3 separate regions of the Mus musculus genome follow, and all the other regions are linked to region 2. The links are chromatin contacts, called in public HiChIP or PLAC-seq maps. All regions are on one chromosome and are shown on one strand. The core of a region is the stretch at or near the end of the contact, and the rest is flanking DNA. Distances in the headings are between cores, read along the strand shown. Region 1 has its middle 19 kb from the start of Scd1. Region 2 overlaps Chuk (conserved helix-loop-helix ubiquitous kinase). Region 3 has its middle 6.7 kb from the start of Abcc2.

Evidence for each region. HiChIP or PLAC-seq counts read pairs in DNA pulled down with a chosen protein or histone mark.
Region 1: a contact with region 2 is called in an H3K27ac HiChIP or PLAC-seq map of extraembryonic endoderm stem cells. The contact joins two enhancer-like sites. A contact is called at or near these places in 1 of 115 datasets of contacts at active chromatin or transcription factors (extraembryonic endoderm stem cells) and 1 of 9 other capture datasets (adipose tissue).
Region 3: an H3K27ac HiChIP or PLAC-seq map of extraembryonic endoderm stem cells shows a contact between it and region 2. The contact joins two enhancer-like sites. A contact is called at or near these places in 1 of 39 promoter capture datasets (neural stem cells), 2 of 115 datasets of contacts at active chromatin or transcription factors (embryonic stem cells and extraembryonic endoderm stem cells) and 2 of 9 other capture datasets (adipose tissue and pancreatic islet).

The regions. Positions count from the first base shown.
Region 1 is chr19:44,387,010-44,389,964 of GRCm38.p6, forward strand. No RefSeq gene overlaps it. Among named protein-coding and RNA genes, the nearest start is that of Scd1, 19 kb to the right of the region's middle. Within about 2 kb of position 1,687, at least 425 of the 459 cell types and tissues checked have an H3K27ac peak or open chromatin away from gene starts, as enhancers often do. A contact at or near this core is called in extraembryonic endoderm stem cells, where this site is marked.
Region 2 is chr19:44,084,905-44,087,604 of GRCm38.p6, forward strand. It overlaps Chuk (conserved helix-loop-helix ubiquitous kinase), which reads right to left. Exons shown (of 21, transcript NM_007700.2): 13 at 2,004-2,155. Among named protein-coding and RNA genes, the nearest start is that of Erlin1, 16 kb to the left of the region's middle. Within about 2 kb of position 1,272, at least 12 of the 459 cell types and tissues checked have an H3K27ac peak or open chromatin away from gene starts, as enhancers often do. A contact at or near this core is called in extraembryonic endoderm stem cells, where this site is marked.
Region 3 is chr19:43,774,232-43,776,931 of GRCm38.p6, forward strand. No RefSeq gene overlaps it. Among named protein-coding and RNA genes, the nearest start is that of Abcc2, 6.7 kb to the right of the region's middle. Within about 2 kb of position 1,415, at least 15 of the 459 cell types and tissues checked have an H3K27ac peak or open chromatin away from gene starts, as enhancers often do. A contact at or near this core is called in extraembryonic endoderm stem cells, where this site is marked.

The sequences.
Region 1 (2,955 bases), core at 437-2,936, 300 kb after region 2:
TCTGGGGATTCAAACTCAAGGCCGTCTCGCAGCCCACCAATAAGCACTTTATTTTTAAAGAATTATTTATTTTATATATGTGAGTACACTGTCACTGTCTTCAGATACACCAGAAGAGGGCAGCGAATCCTGTTACAGATGGTTGTGAGCCACTCTGTGGTTGCTGGGAATTGAACTCAGGACCTCTGGAAGAGCAGTCAGTGCTCTTAACCACTGAGCCATCTCTCCAGCTCCTCACTAAGCATTTTTTTTTAATGACAATTAATAGTTTCACAACTCAGCAAGAAGATGGTTGTGGTTAGGACTTGAACCAGGGCTCTGCATATGCTAAATCCATGAATCACCATTTTAAAAGTCTTAATGACTGCGAAGTATTTCCTCAAATGTTAACTGACCTATTAAAAAAGAAAAAAGTACGAGGCAGAAATCCAAAGGTATTTCACCAGAGCTCTTCTTGCTGGCACTTGGAATTAATTTTCAGTTACACAACACCACTGTAGTTTTGTGTGTGTGGTTAGGCCACTGTCTAGTTGCTTGCTTGGTTTTGATTGGGGGAGTTTGGTGTTTTTCTGCCTCTTTGCTCTGTACATTGTTTTGTTACCATGCTGCACTGTCATTGAGAAGTCTTATTCTGTTTCTCTCGATAACCTTTAGATTCCCAGGGTAATATTTCCACAAGCATGTAAGGTTTCTTACAACCCCAACTCTCATGTCAGAAACTAAATTCCTACTCTCTTCTCTTCCCAAAGGTGCTTTTTTTTTCTGACGCTGGCAGGGGTGAACACTGGCTTTGCTGCCACTAAAGATAAAATTCCATCGTGTTCTACTTCCCAGAGTGCTCTGCTCCAAACACCTCTCAGAGGTCCCCTTTCCCAAGTCCATGCTGCTCTTCTCACGTGCAGTCAGATAGGTCCCTGCCAGTCCCAGGAGTTGTATCAAAACTAGGATCTGACCTTCCAGCCCTAGGCGGCTGCCCTCTGCTCTACTGCGGCCAACACAGTAACTTTCTGAAACATAGTTTTCTGTCCTACATGCACAAGACTCTTCACGAGAAACAATCAGGCCATTCGCCTTTAATGTCAGCACTCAGGAGTCAGACGGATTTCTACGAATTTCTACACATAGCGGGTTCCAGGCCAGCCAGGATTACACAGTGAGACCTTGTCTCAAAAGGTTTTGTTTTTCTAAGAAACAGCGAAACTCTGGGTTCTTCAGGCGGGTATTCACAGCCTTTTTCTGTACTTTCCCCTTCCTACCCTCTTCCTACTCCTTCATCCCTGGAGACATCAACCTGGAAGGTTCCTGAAGACTGCTTTCCTGTCCGGTCTCTCCTTGACCGCCCGGTCTTTAATCTGTTCTGAGTTAGTGGAGCTCTGGTCCCGCGCTGTGCAGATTAAGTACAACGCACCCTGTCTACTGTCTGTTCAGTGTAGGAATCGCTACCTAAAAGGCAGCCCTGGACCAGAGGCCACACGCGAGTTCCCTGCCTTTCTCCCCTGCAGGAGGGATGCCAGTGTCTACATAGGACTTAACAAGTTAGCTCTCCTCCGGCTCCAGACCGCAAAGTGCGCACGCACCTCCAGACCGGCAGAGCCGCAGCGCGGCTGCTGATTGGCTGCGCGGGGTCAGGCGCTGTGGGCCGAGTGAACGCGAGTGACCCCGAGGGCGGGTGCTGACCGAGAATAACCCCGGGAGGGCGTGCCTCTCTGGGTGTCCGCACCCAGGACCAGCCTCGGGCGAGCGCGAGGGGCCAAGGTGTGGGGCTGAGGGTTCAACGCCCACCCCAGAAGAGCAGGCGGAGCTTCTGCACGGCCTCTCCACCCCCAGCTCAGTTTGTGGAGGCTCACAGTGCTTTCGGAGGTGTCGCGGGTCACTGAGAAATGCCCTAGTGACCCCAGTGAAATGGCTCCTCCTCACACTGTCCTTGATCCAGGAAAAAAACATGGCAGGAAGCTTTAGTTGGCAGAAACTGAAGTTACTCAAGGTGCAGCTTCTCTTGCCACGTCGTACTTTAGGGACAAAGGGCTGGGTTGATGGGAACAGGCTTTTGTGAAAGACTGGAGGAACGGGGGACAGTGAGTTCGCGTGAAGAATGAAGGTTATCACGCGAACATTGGTAGTGAAAGTTTAAAAAGGTTGCTCCACCGTGGAAAAGGTCAGTGAGTGAGTCACTCCACTCCTACTCGTGTGCCCAAATCAGCTGCAGACATCCACAATGTTCTTAAGAATTTTTACACAAATGTCTACAACAGGACCATCCACAGAAACAACTGAACAGTTAGCAGATGTTATCTGTGGAGCAGCCTAATGCTCTGGAGCTAGACATAGAAAGCCCATTATAACTGAATGGTGACTCTGTGTGTGTGTGTGTGTGTGTGTGTGTGTGTTTAAGTTGATTCCTCTTCAAATTGTATGTGTGTGTGCCTGTGTGTGTGTGTTAAAGTTGATTCCTCTTCAAATTGTGTGTGTGTGTGCCTGTGTGTTTATTTTTAAGTATACATGTATGTGAATTAAAGAGAATCCTTCTATTGGTCTGGAATCTTTATAAAGGAATAAGACTAGAGCCACAAGCAAGCTTGAGCCATCTCTGGCCTTTCCACTAAAGCCTGGGTGGGGCATAGTCAAGACAAAGGGTCTCTCTGAGACCATTGGACAAATCACTGAACCACTGTACCTCTGTGGCTTGGGTGTGGCAGGCTTAGCTGCACTGTGGGGAAAGGCAGAGTTGGGTCATCAAAGGGGGAGTGTTCTGCCTCTGGCAACCTCAGAATAGAGTCCTTGCTGCCTGTAATTAGGGATTGTGGCACTTGCCCTAAGGTCAACATTCAAGAATCAACGTAGTTAACTCTGGGTCACAGAAGAGAACTCTCCCTGTGACATTTCCCACAGTTGGTAGCAGAGTTAGAATCTAAAAGAAGACAGGAGATTGTTCCCTGATTCTATCCAGTGCTATCT
Region 2 (2,700 bases), core at 22-2,521:
AATTCTGAGCTTTTACATCTATACTGTTTTAAGCCACAGAGCTGTTATGGAAGTTACAGGAGAATAATATATATTTTTCCCCTCCAAAAAACTTATCTTAAAGTAATACATAAACAGGTTTCAGAAAGCTAATTGTTGGCTAGGAATGTTGCTTGGTAGTAGAGGAGTTGCCTAGTGTACACAAGGCTTTGAGTTTGGCTGCACGTGTTTTCATGCCAGATTGGGATGCAGAAGCAGACAGGTCTCTGGGAGATCAAGGCCAGCCTGGTCTATGTAGTCAATTCCAGGCCACCCAAAACAACATAAATAAAGATCTTGTATCAAAAACAACACAAGGGACTAGGTTCAATTCCCAGTACTGTAAAATACATAAAAAGTATAAAAAGAAAGGCCTGTCCCTTTACTCAAGTGTTCTCACTAAAGTGACTGTTACAAGATACAGTCTCTATTCTCTCACAAGACAACCTAATCTATGCATGCTTTCCTCACAATTGAATTATCACTGTGGTGGTTTCCTGAGAATGGCCCCCACAGGCTCATATACTTGAATATTTGGTTCCCGGGTGGTAAACTGTTTAGAAATAATTAGGAGGTTCGGCCTTGTTGGAAAATTTGTCAGTGGAAGTGGGCTTTGAGTTTCAGAAACCCATGCTAGGCCCAGTCTGCTCTCTCTGCCTCCTGCCTGTGGATCAGATGTAAGCACTCAGCTTACAGCTGGAGCCATGCCTGCCTGCCTGCCAGTCACCATGCTGGTCAAGGGCTCACCCTGTGTAAACAACCCCCGACTAAATGCTTTCTTTTATAAGTTCCTTGTTCACTACAAGAGAAAAGTAACAAGAGAGTCACTGTCAAATATTCTACTGATATGTTAGTGTCAGCACAACTAGATCTATTTCACTATGTTAACTAGTACTTCACTAGTCGTACAGTATGCCTATGACAAGTCAAAGATGCTTAATGAAATAATTATGTTTTGTCATTCACAAGAATGCCTATAATATGCAAACAAAGAAATAGCACTGGAAGATAAACATATTCACTAACTAGACACTTCTGATCACTAACTGGACACTAACTGGACATTCTGAGATATCCATAACTTTGTCAAATACAAATATAAACAGAACCTACTTCCTTAAAAAAGAGATGTTTCATGAAATCAGAAAACTCAGTTTATTTGAATTTTAACTCTTTATAAATCCGTAACACATCTGAGGGAAGCTAAGGTTGTACTGTGTGGAGGAAACAGCAGCCTGAACCCCACAGCAGATGGTCAGAAAAAACCAGGACCTTGGAAATCGTATGTATGTATGTATGTATGTATGTATGTATGTATGTATGTATGTATATTTTAAACAGAAAACCAGATTAATTTAAGATTCCCCTGGCTGTGTTAGTCCATTTGGGCTGCTACACTGCTAGAACAAAACTAGAAAACAAAGGCAAATGTACTCTAGGTGGCAAATATCCATGGAAATTCATTTCTGAGTGTTGGAAAGTAAGAAGATTTGGCTCCTAGATGGCTGCCTTTTGTGTCCTCTCCTGGCAGGAAGGGCGCAGGAATCTCAGTCTTTTGTTAAAGGAAACAATTCATCCATGAAGGTCCCTTTGTGACTTAATCATTTCCCAGAGTTCCTACCATTATCTCAAGGCTCTTGGTTTCAGTACCCGATTGGGGGAAGCACACATTGCAGTACAGTGTCTGCTAAGAAGTCATCCCAGTACAGACTCGGTGTGCCTTCCTAAAATAAGACTTAAATTTCATAGTCTTAAGTCTCTTATTCATCTTCTCTAGAGTTAAGTCATTCTATTACAATTATGAAATAAGTTGCTCAATTAAGGAATGAAATGAGCTAACCCTCAAAACAAAAACAGTTTGATGACTTAAGTTATCCTGTGTGTTGTTCTGTTGTGAAGTTAAATAACTGGCTATGTGTCAACAAAGAGCAGATGGTTTTGAGAGACTGGACATCCTTACAAATACGTTACAGCCCGACACTTACATATCCCATAAGTCATCTGCTCACTATATCTCTCCAAGTCAAGCTGAATGCTTTTTCGAAAAAACTCCAATTTAGCTTTGAGTTGCTGTGATGCTGAGATCAAAGTATTCTTCATTTTTGTCAAGTTAGCATTATATCTAAGAAGACTTAACCTAAGCCATAGCAAAACAAAACAAAATTATCAACATTCAGAAACATTGAATAACAATTTGCAAACACACAGTATCCAAACTCCAGAACCTAAATTTCTATTATCAATTCAGAGAACTAGCTGGCCTATTTCCTGCCTGTGGAGTCTGTGATTAAACAACCTTCTTTAACTAAGATCACTCAGCAACTACTACTTCCAAGTCATTACAGCTGAGTGATTTTACACTATTAATACGAAATCTAAGTCTGGCCGGGAATGGTGGTGCACGCCTTTAATCCCAGCACTTGGGAGGCAGAGGGAGGCAAATTTCTGAGTTCGAGGCCAGCCTGGTCTACAGAGTGAGTTCCAGGACAGCCAGGGATACACAGAAAAACCCTGTCTCGAAAAAACAAAAAAAAAACAAACAAAAAAAAAAAAAAAAAAGAAAGAAAGAAATCTAAGTCTGGTTAGGATTATTATCAGGGTGACAGCTCAGTGGGTAGAGTGCTTGCCTTGCACGCATGATTATCTCAGCTTAGTACATGACAGAGTGTGCTTGTACCCCCA
Region 3 (2,700 bases), core at 165-2,664, 310 kb before region 2:
AAGTGGTGAATGCATTGCACGCCTAACTTATACAACATTCCATTTCAATGTTTCCGTCTCTGAAGCTGTCCTTGGATCACGACTTCCCACCCCCACCCCCCTGCTCCGTAACATTGTCAGCCATATAACTTCATTTTCCTTGCCTATAGGAGACCCCACATGACCCAAGCCAGACAGTCAGAATCCCTCATTTGTTTGTTTCTATTCATTGGCCCAGAGATAGGAGCACAGCACAGATACAATCCTACCAAAGATGTTTTTCTGGAACTATCAGAAAGGATCCTCCCTCCCCAGTGCCTTGCCCCATAAGATTATTGACCACCAGACCATAAGTTTGTGGTTATCTTTACTAATTAGGTTACTAAGTTTCCCTCCTTTCATTGGCTGATGAGAACAACAGAGGCAAATGTGCAGCATTTGTGTAGATGGAAGCAGAGTGAGTTTTGCACAATTAGCTTGTCTCCTGTTGAATCTTTTCTATCTTTTCCATTTGTATTTTTGTTATATTTTAGGTATTTTTAAAAAAACATTTTGCCAGGCGTGGTGGTGTACGTCTTTAATCCCAGCACTTGGGAGGCAGAGGCAGGTGGATTTCTGAGTTCGAGGCCAGCCTGGTCTACAGAGTGAGTTCCAGGACAGCCAGGGCTATACAGAGAAACCCTGTCTCGAAAAACAAAACAAAACACCCAAAAAACCAAAAACCAAAAGACCAAAAACCAAAAAACCATTTTAAGTCCTCTTCTGGTATGAAAATAGTTTGTTCCCATATTATCCTGAGTCTGTACTAGAACACAACCCTTGCTCCTTTCCACGAAGTATCAGTGACTTAGAGCAGGCTGTCCTCCGCACAGGCTCAAGGATGGGTCTCATTAAGGACCTCCGTCCTCACTCCCCAGTGAGGGTTTGACTGAGGAACTTGTATCATTTGAGAGGCCAGAAAGTTTGCTTCTACTTTTGGAAGTCCTCCTGAAAACAGTCCTTTCTTGATGAATGTATATTATATCTAGAGATGAGTCCTGCCTGAAGCTATTAAGGTAATCTTGCATCTAGTTAAGAATTAAACTAACATGTCAAAAAACAAAAATCAGAGAGTGATGGAATAGAGCCTCTGGAATGAATTGTGTGAACTGTAGGGTTTTTTTTGGGGGGGGGGGGTTAGTTATATAAACCAACAAATATTTTCATCCAAGGACCTTTGCAAGGGTCCTAAACAAATGCAAAATTGAACCAGCTCCCAGACTAGCAGTTGCTAAGGGTTAAGAAAGTTAGAGCTACACAATGTACCAACAATTTGCGAGAGATAACCTATCTTTGGAAGTGCAATCTTTCTAGTAAGATAAGTCTCCTGGTTAGACTGAGTTCAAAGGCCTCCGAAGTTTGTTGGAACTTGCTGAATCTGCACTGAGTCTGAGTCTGCTTCTCGGGGAAGGCACTTTATACTTGAGATTTCTCAGAGCCTGTTGTTTCTGCGAGGATAGGACACTGCCCCGTAGGTCGTCGTGTTTACTCGTTTTTGTAACCGATTTCTCAAGGGTCGCATCACAAGATAGGAGGTGATAGTCCTTCCTGTCTCTAGAGGCCACAGAGAGTCTCTTAAGTAATGCTGACACAACGCAGTTGTCTCTCATGTCAAAGTCATGGTTTGGAGAACAGCATTCGCTCGTTCAGCACAAATTCGCATGCCTGCCTTGGTTGCCCGTGGCACTTCAGATGCAACCTCCGTAGTAAAAGATTTTAAAATGAAATTATAGAGTTTAAGGTATTGTAGGATATTTGATTATGGTTCATAGAAAACCTAATTGTTAGCAAAACATAAAAGCCTTGACCATGAAATTTGAGGCTAGTCTAGTCAATACAGTGAGACCTTGTCTCAAGAAAAATTATACAATTTTTGCTAGTAATGTACTTAGTGCTAGTAAAATTAAATGTTTCTCCATGATATTACAGCCCAAAGTGACCTCTCTATATGTAATTTATGTCAGATAAATTTTCTATCTGGCTACTTCATAACTGTATTTGTTTTAGAAATTCCCTTTTGAAAAAAGACTAAATTGTGTTTTCTTGTTTTCTATATCACCTATTTTTTCAGAACTCAGAGGAGTATCTTCCTTCTACTGCACAGTTCTTCATGCTAGTCTGTTTACCCTTGTGTTACGATTTGCCAAGATTATGTTTTATGGGATGGTATGAAGTAAAGATCTAAAAAAAAAAAAATCATTGCTTTTTCTATGTTGCTATCTTGCTATCCAGAGAACAATTTATAGAAGACATGCCATTCTGTCTGGTTTGTAAAGGTTAAAAGCTGTAATTTCAACACTCACAGGAGATTGAAGCTTGACGATCGGAAGTTCCAGCTAGCCTGGGTTACACAGTAAGAAACAACACAGTCCTTCCCACAAAAGCCCCACAACCCCTAAACAAAGTGTCTTCTAGGAGCCTGCCAGGAATATGCTTCAGTGCCATTGGTAGCTTTTATAACTTCGATTATTTTCATTTCGTATGTTTGCCATGCATAAACATGAGAGGACAGCTCTGGGGAGTGGCTACTCTTCTTTCACTGGTACCTGGGCTCCAGAGAACAAACCCAGTCTGGCAAGCTCTTTGGCAAGCACCTCTACCCACTTGTTAGACCAACTTTTATTATTTTTGAAAGTATGAACTTAGAAACCCACATAAACTTCCTTTCAGTAAGCACCTTTC